2 separate regions of the Gossypium arboreum genome follow, and region 2 is linked to region 1. Evidence: chromatin contacts called from public Hi-C data. All regions are on one chromosome and are shown on one strand. Each heading gives the region's core, a stretch centred on a gene start, on an enhancer-like site or on the middle of the called end of the contact. The rest is flanking DNA. Distances are from core to core; before and after follow the strand shown. Region 1 has its middle 33 kb from the start of LOC128290602. Region 2 overlaps LOC108489301 (serine/threonine-protein kinase STY46-like).

Region 1 (3,828 bases), core at 207-2,706:
TTTGCAACTAAAGTTTATATTTTTAATATAATTATGGTTGCTTAATTCCTTCAGTGTTAGAATAATTTAATTTCTATAACTTAGATTATTTATGTTGTTAGTGATGTTATATGCCTTAACTGTTTATGCATTTAGATAAAATTATAATTATGTTATTCATGCATTATAAATGTGGGGAATGCAACTGAATTAATTATTAAAGCCTAATCGTATTGTAATTAATTGACACACTGTTTGAATGGTGCCTACTTAATCTATATTTAAGAGAATTAGGTTAAAGTTTGTAATAATTCGAGACAAACTCGAGAGAACCTTATTACATTGCATAATCCTAGGATTAATGTGATTAAACTGTTTCAGTGTAGAAATATTACTGTTACCTCACATTAATCTATTTTTCTGCTTAATGAATTTACTAAGTGGTTGACATAGACATATGTTATACTTAATAATTTAATAAGTTGAATTCTTAAGCGATTCCTGAAATGTAATCTTAAAGTCGTAATAGACATAGGCATATGCAGACAAGAGATTAAACTTTGGACTTTGAGAGAAGCCAAAGTACTCGTAACTAAATAAGATTAATAAATACCAAGTTGCCATGGAATTTCCTATAACATCATTAGCAGTATTTAAATGTTTTTAAGTTAGAAAGGAGAATTATTCTTACACATGCATGATATTGTGATTTCTCTAAAAGACTTGCATACTCATTCCTTCATTTATTTATTTAATTTTAAGTATATTTAGGTTAGTTTAATTTAATCGAACCCATCACTTAAATTTATTTTCATCACCAACCAATTTGCCAATAATTAATTTTGCAATACTTGATTTACATAGTCAATCTCTGTGGAGACGATACTCAATAGCTAAATAGGCTACTTTGGCTTTACGTTAACACCATAACCTCACATTACAATCATCTTGTAATATAATGTGTAATTTTATTATGGCCTCTTTTTAAAGTAATCTAAGTTTCAGGACGAAATATGAATTTTAGGACAAAATTACCCTCTCTTTTTATTGTATTTATCATTATCATTCTTTTTATTATATTTTAAATAAAAAGTTGTTCCTTGTTAGCAAGATTTGATGGTCTTCTCCCTTTCCTTTTGGTTTTTCACTTTTAATTCAAGTTCCTTTTCTTTCTCTTGTAGTTTCTCCAATTTATTATCTAATGCCTGCTCTCATTTAAAAATATTTTCTTGCATGTGTTTTACTTCAGCTTCCTTCTTCTAAACTTCAATCACCTTGCTTTTCACATCTGCATCTGACGATTTTCTCTTTTCATCAATTTCTAGATCAAATTCAGGCTTCTATTCTGAAGCTCAGCTTGTCAATAAATACAAAACAAAACGAAAAAAAAAATGTCAAAGACTAGATCCTACTGATACCTAGCCCGCCAAGAAAATCATATATAACTCTCAAGTAAAAGACCAGATGGAGAAAAAAAATGAACGTAAAGGAGAGCATTAGTAGGCCAGTATGGGCCCAACTCAATCAACCTCAATCAATAGTCCCACCCTCTTTGGGCCTAACTCCCAATACGGCAAAACATAGGCCAGTATGGCTTGCAAAAAAAAAGAGCCCAAATCCCCATTGTGAAATCTGTAACGTTAGGCAGTTTGGGATTTGAGAATCATTGATTTCTTCAAGGGTTCGTTGAAGCTTGTAATCATGCCTTTAAAAACACACACAACAAGAGAAAAAAAATAAAAGCACATTTTCTTTTAATTGAAATGCTTCCATTTTGTATTTTTATTTTTCATTTATGATCTTTGAAGTTTGGTTGGCTGTGTTATGGAAGTAATTAAAGAAGGATTTTCCCAATGGTTTAATTTATTTGTCCTTTCCGGGAAAATTATCAAGTTACTTTTTTTTTAATGGAAAAACTTAATAGCTTTGTAATATTTTTTTAAATAATAATAATATTTTAAAAATAAATTATTTTTATTTTATTTTCACATTGATATATGTATGCGTGCACGACTACATACCATTAAATCGGATTGAAAGGCAATTTTTATAAATTAAAAAAAAAAAAAGTTTTCTCTATCAACATTGTTATATACTTATTAGCCAAGTTATGTTAATAAATGGCGAATGTAACGTTAGTGATAACCGTACCGAATGCTACTGCTAACCAAATACTTCCATTTCAATGACTTTAACGAGCCCATAAGTTTTGAAAATTTTTAAAATTTTAGGTTTAGAGTTTTATTTTGACTAATTAATTTATAAAAAAACTAATTACATGAAAATTAAGTTGAATCATATGTGGAGTGAGAATTGGTAGGAGTTGTGGAATTCAAAAGTTGATGGATAAAAGGGATTTGTAAGATGTTGAAATTGGTAATAGGATTAGGGCATAAAGTTAGTAGCTAAATAAGGAATGGAAAAGGAGGAGGAGCATGAGATTTTGTAAGTTAGTAAGGGGGTTTCACTTTGCATGTGACGTTGCTTTCATTTCATGATAAAAGAAAATATTTACAAAATGAAAAAGAAAAGAAAAAGTGAAAGAATATACACCAGCTTTTGTCTGGGGCTTTTTTCTTCATGCTTCCTTTTCTTTTATTTCTTAATATTCTTTTTCTTTTTTATCCAAAAGATAAATTCATTCAACATTGTAAAATTACAAGTTTAGTACGAAATGACTAACACCAAAGTGGTGAATATGTGCCAATTGCACTTCTTTCTTGGCCTCCTGCCACTTCTATGAACAAAATTAAAACAAATGCTACTGGTGCTTGTTGTTTGAGTGATGATATCCCCAAATTTATGAACCTTTCCTTTTTAACATTTGGATAGCTCGAAAGCAGTCAGATTCGACAATGATATTTCCCCAACCATGATAATTAATCAAAGAGGAACCAAGCCTTATCGCTAAATCTTCGTTACAAACACATTTGACAAACGTGTTTGAATGTTGATTCCATCAACGACGTCTCCATTGCTATTCCTAGCCACTATTGCTAGGCCTGCCGAATTAGAGTGAGACAAGAACGACGCATCACAGTTGATTTTGATAAAGTTGTTGATTAAACGTTAAATGTGATTTTAATGGGTTTAATTTAGAAGTTTTTTTTTAGGAGAATGAAATGTCAAGAGTTATTGGTTTATTGCTATTATTATATTTTAATATTTTCAGTTTTCTTTAAGGGCAATAGTCTATAAATAGTTTGTAAGCATTTGATATAAGACAGAGAAAGAAAAAGTAAGAAAGTTTAAAAGTTAAAAACAAAAGTTTTTTTTTGTTCTGTCTTAAGCAATTTTTTTCAATTTGGTATCAGAGCCATGGAGAGTGTGACTAGTAATGTGCCACTCCCGACTAACGAAGGCGAACTACGAGAATTGGAGCATCTAAATGAAAGCTCTTCTCGGGTCTTAAGATGGTTGGGAGGTGGTCCAAGAAGGTTTTGTGGAACCAACAACTACCGTAGGATATACGGCGGCTCAAAATAAGACATTGAAAGAGATACGTTCGAAAGATAAAGCGGCATTGTACATGCTGTTCCGAGCTTTGAGAAGATTACGAGTGCGACAACTTCTAAAGAAGCATCGGACATTTTGGCGAAGGTGTACAAAGAGCCAACCGGGTTAAACAAGTCCGCCTTCAAACTCTTCGTGGTGAGTTGGAAGGCATGAAAATAAAGGAATCGGAAGGTGTCTTTGACTACATTACGCGTGTTCAAACCATGGTGAACCAACTCAACTGAAATAGAGAAGCATTAACCGATACACGAGTTGTGAAGAAGATTTTGAGGTCGTTAACTGATAGTTTCGAGAATGTCGTATGTGCCATAACAGAGTCAAAGGATCTAGCAA
Region 2 (3,826 bases), core at 209-2,708, 270 kb before region 1:
TGTTAAGGTGGCTTCCCTTTCATTTAGTAAGGAATATGTGCAGTTTGAGTGTCCATCAGATACTTTATAGCTTTCGCAATATATTCTTGAGATCCATTTTTCTAGCATGCTATCTGCTCTGAAATGTACTTATCTTCTGAGTCTCTGACTCCCTTTGGGTGCTTTGAAGCCTGCTTAATACACACCCAAAGAGAGCTTCAATCTGTTATGTTAATAAATCTGGGGCTGTTAACATGGGGGCAAAAGCTTTTCTTACGTCTTTTTTGTTATTTTTCAGGGCCTGCGTCCGGAACTACCTGAGAATGCACATCCAAAACTCTTAGATTTGATGCAGAGATGTTGGGAAGCGGCTCCTGACAAGCGACCGTCCTTCTCGGAGATAACAACTGAGCTTGAGACACTTTTTGAGGAAGTTGAGGTATACAATCTTCACAATAAACTTTTACTTTCTTTGAAGAGTGATTTCTTTGCATTTAATAAAGTGTAAAATTACAGGAAACAACAGAAGCAGTAAATGGGAACTGAAGATTTTTGTTATGTAAGTAACCAGATTGACACATTTTAATATATCTTTTCATCACATAGTAAGTATAACTACACACGGAAGGGACACCCTAAACAAAATGCTGATTCGTAATTCTTTTTTGGTTGTCTGTTTTGTTTTTGTAATAACACTCTCTTACTTGAACATGGTGTAGAAAGAAAAAAATATGCTTAAATGCAAATATGATACGAAATTTCCTAGCTAGGTGATAGTTTTCTTCTGGCTATTATATCACCGTTCTTAAAGTACTTTCATTTATTTGTTGTTATTTTGGATTAAAAGAACTTGATTCTTTAATGGATACATTTTTTCTCCACTATTTTTTTCCCACTAGTTTACTTTTTTTTTTTCTCGTAGTTAGTACATTGTATTTAAGTTCTATTCTTTGAGTAGTTAATTAATTGTAATGTAAGTCAGATTACACTTCCAAGGAAACAACACTGATACAAATTTTGGAACCGATATTCTTGGCAGGATTAGCTATGAACCTGAAATAATTAGGGAAGAAAAACTCATGTTGCCATTTGAACTTGCCATCCATGAATCATTTGATTTATGGCAATGGTTAACCAAGGCATCCTTGATTTCCAAGATAGATCAAAACTGTAGGAGTGGATAGTTAATTTCACAAATCTAAAATAAATACCCAAAATTAATTTAAACATAAAAATATCATCTCTTTAATTTGTACAGAAATAACGGGGACACCATCTATCTTGAGCATAATTTCTCAATAATCATTTCCCGCCACAAGAAACACATCATTGATCAGAATTTGGCACCCCATTCCAACATTAGAATCGTCCTCACGCTCAATCAATGTCTCCGTTTGAGCCTCCTGTGCCATGGTTTCAGCCAACTTGTCCGGACTTATCACCAACTTCACCTTTCACACTCTGGGTGTTGCTGACTCCTCCGTGTCGGTTCTCTTCAACATTTGATATGGAGACGAAGAAGTGGATACAAGATCGTTGTTGTTGAGGGGTAGGTAAGTTGGCCTGCGCGGAGCTTTTTGTTTTTATATACTGGCTGCTTTTTGTTGTGAGGTAGTTAGTAGGGTGTGGTAAATGGCCATGTCTGGGAACTTTTTGGTTATGCACATGGCGGTGATGGGTGGTGATAGCTCCATGATTCCGCCATTGGGAGTTGCCACTTTATTGTTTCTACAGCTTCACTGAATGGTTTGAAAACGCAATTGCCCATATTAGGTCACTGCTGCCCTCTTTTGGTGTCCTTGTGGGCATACTAGGGTTCATCAGCAATTTTATCAATTGCTAGCACATAATTGACTTCAATCATTCCTTCCACTACCTTTTCACGAACAAAGCTACAATGCTTCATTAGTGCATGCTAGACAAGATTTGCAGCGTGGGTCACAGCATTGGTGGTAGCACACCATATCTAGGTACATGTGGCAAGTTGATACCCATCTCATATAGCTGTAACATGATCCTCATCATCACACAGTGTTTGCCTAGCGTCAATATTCAGCTTTTGCTGAAGACTGAGATACAACCACTTGCTTCTTGGAGCTTCAGCCAATGTTTAGGAACAATCAATATTCAGCATAAATTGTTTCAATTGCCTCAATATGAGTATGAGTAGCCTACCAGAAATTAAATTTTTGCATGGCTAGAACAGTAACCCTTGATATAGGGTTCCTTTCAGATATTTAAGGATACACTTAATAACTTTCCAATGCTATACTTCGTAAATCGACTTTGTTAATATTTACGAAAATAATGAAAAATGTAGGCGGTACAGACGAATAAAGTAATTGCTTATATATTATTCCACTCAAACGATACACGTTAGAAAAGCTAGAAAATAGAAAGAAAATATCTGAACCATACAGTTCTACAAATCAATCTATTAATATTTAAGATTTTTATGTATAAGCTATATTTCATTATCTCCCTCAAGTTAAAGAGTGTAAATGTTACAAATATAATACACTTGAGCTCCATTAAGAGTTTTTATGAAAATATCTCATAGTTGATTTCCAAATTTCACACATATTGTGAAGGAATTTTTCTTGAATTTTTTCATGATAAATGAAATGACCATTTATCTCAAAAGTTGTGAAATTCAATATTTGAAATAATATGAAGAGCAACTTGATGATCACGTTATATTTTCGTTGGTAATAGTCTTTAAGATCAACTTCATTCTATAGTCTGTATACCCATATTATTTCACTCACAAGTTGTGCCATGACTTTAGATTTAGATTTTGCACTAGATTGGTACGTTACATTTTGTTTCTTGCTTCTCCACGAAATTAAATTCCTTCTAATAAAAATGTATTATCCCATAGTGGATATTTTGTTGACTTTGGATCTTGCCAAATTTGCTTAAGAACAAAACATTCAATATTGGTGTGTCGATGATTCCTATACAATAGCCGTCTATGACTTCCCATCAAATAACATACAATTTGTTCCAAGATTTCCCAATGATTAACAATTGGAGATGAAATGAACTAGCACAGGGTGAGCAATATATGTGAGTTGTAGATGAGGCATTATTGGTGTGCTTTCGTTATTTTTACCAATAGATAGAGAACATATTTTCTCTGAGACAGACATCACCTTTCTTACTTCATGTGACCTCAACCCCAAAGAGGTACTTCAAGTACTCCAAATCTTTAGTTTGAAACTGAATATGAAGAAGAAAATTTCGAAGATGAAATGCCTGCAATATTACTTCCAGTAATGACAATATCACCAACATACACGATTAAAAGGATTATACTAACCTCAGATTACTTATAGAACATCGAATGATAACAGTTACTTTTCTTCAATCCAATTATTGGATTACCTCACTAAATTTACCAAACTAAGCTCGAGGGCTTTGTTTCAAACCATACAAAGATTTGCAAAGACAACATACTTTCCCATTCTCCCTTTGAACAACAAATTCATTGTGGTTGCTCCATATAGACTTCTTCATGAAGATCATCGTGTATCTTGATGTCTAGTTGATGTAAGGGCCAATTGTGGCAGCTATCATAGAGATGAATCAAATAAAAGCTACTTGCAACGCTCCAAATTTTTCGATACAGAAAGCGGCACTATTTTAGGACACATTAGTGAAATTTTGAGAAAAAAATTGAAAAAGGAGATCGATAAAGATAAAATTTAAAGGAATTATAATGATTTATGGTCGAAAATCAATGAAGTAAATTTTGTATGTGAAAAGGTGGAAAAATGACTAAATTGAAAAGCTAAAAAAGTATGAGGATTAAAGTGTAAAGTGACCAATTAGAGAAATTATAGAT

The links. A called contact is a pair of places that touch in the nucleus more often than the background predicts.
Region 2: a Hi-C map of leaf shows a contact between it and region 1, with 2.7 times the contacts expected there. The contact joins two enhancer-like sites. A contact is called at or near these places in 2 of 5 Hi-C or Micro-C datasets (both in leaf).

The regions. Positions count from the first base shown.
Region 1 is chr3:126,728,984-126,732,811 of ASM2569848v2, reverse strand. No RefSeq gene overlaps it. Among protein-coding and RNA genes, the nearest start is that of LOC128290602, 33 kb to the left of the region's middle. Within about 2 kb of position 1,456, at least 2 of the 2 cell types and tissues checked have an H3K27ac peak or open chromatin away from gene starts, as enhancers often do. A contact at or near this core is called in leaf, where this site is marked.
Region 2 is chr3:126,994,648-126,998,473 of ASM2569848v2, reverse strand. It overlaps LOC108489301 (serine/threonine-protein kinase STY46-like), which reads left to right. Exons shown (of 16, transcript XM_017793745.2): 15 at 278-418; 16 at 496-778. The coding sequence ends at 525. Among protein-coding and RNA genes, the nearest start is that of LOC128290640, 2.3 kb to the right of the region's middle. Within about 2 kb of position 1,458, at least 1 of the 2 cell types and tissues checked has an H3K27ac peak or open chromatin away from gene starts, as enhancers often do. A contact at or near this core is called in leaf, where this site is marked.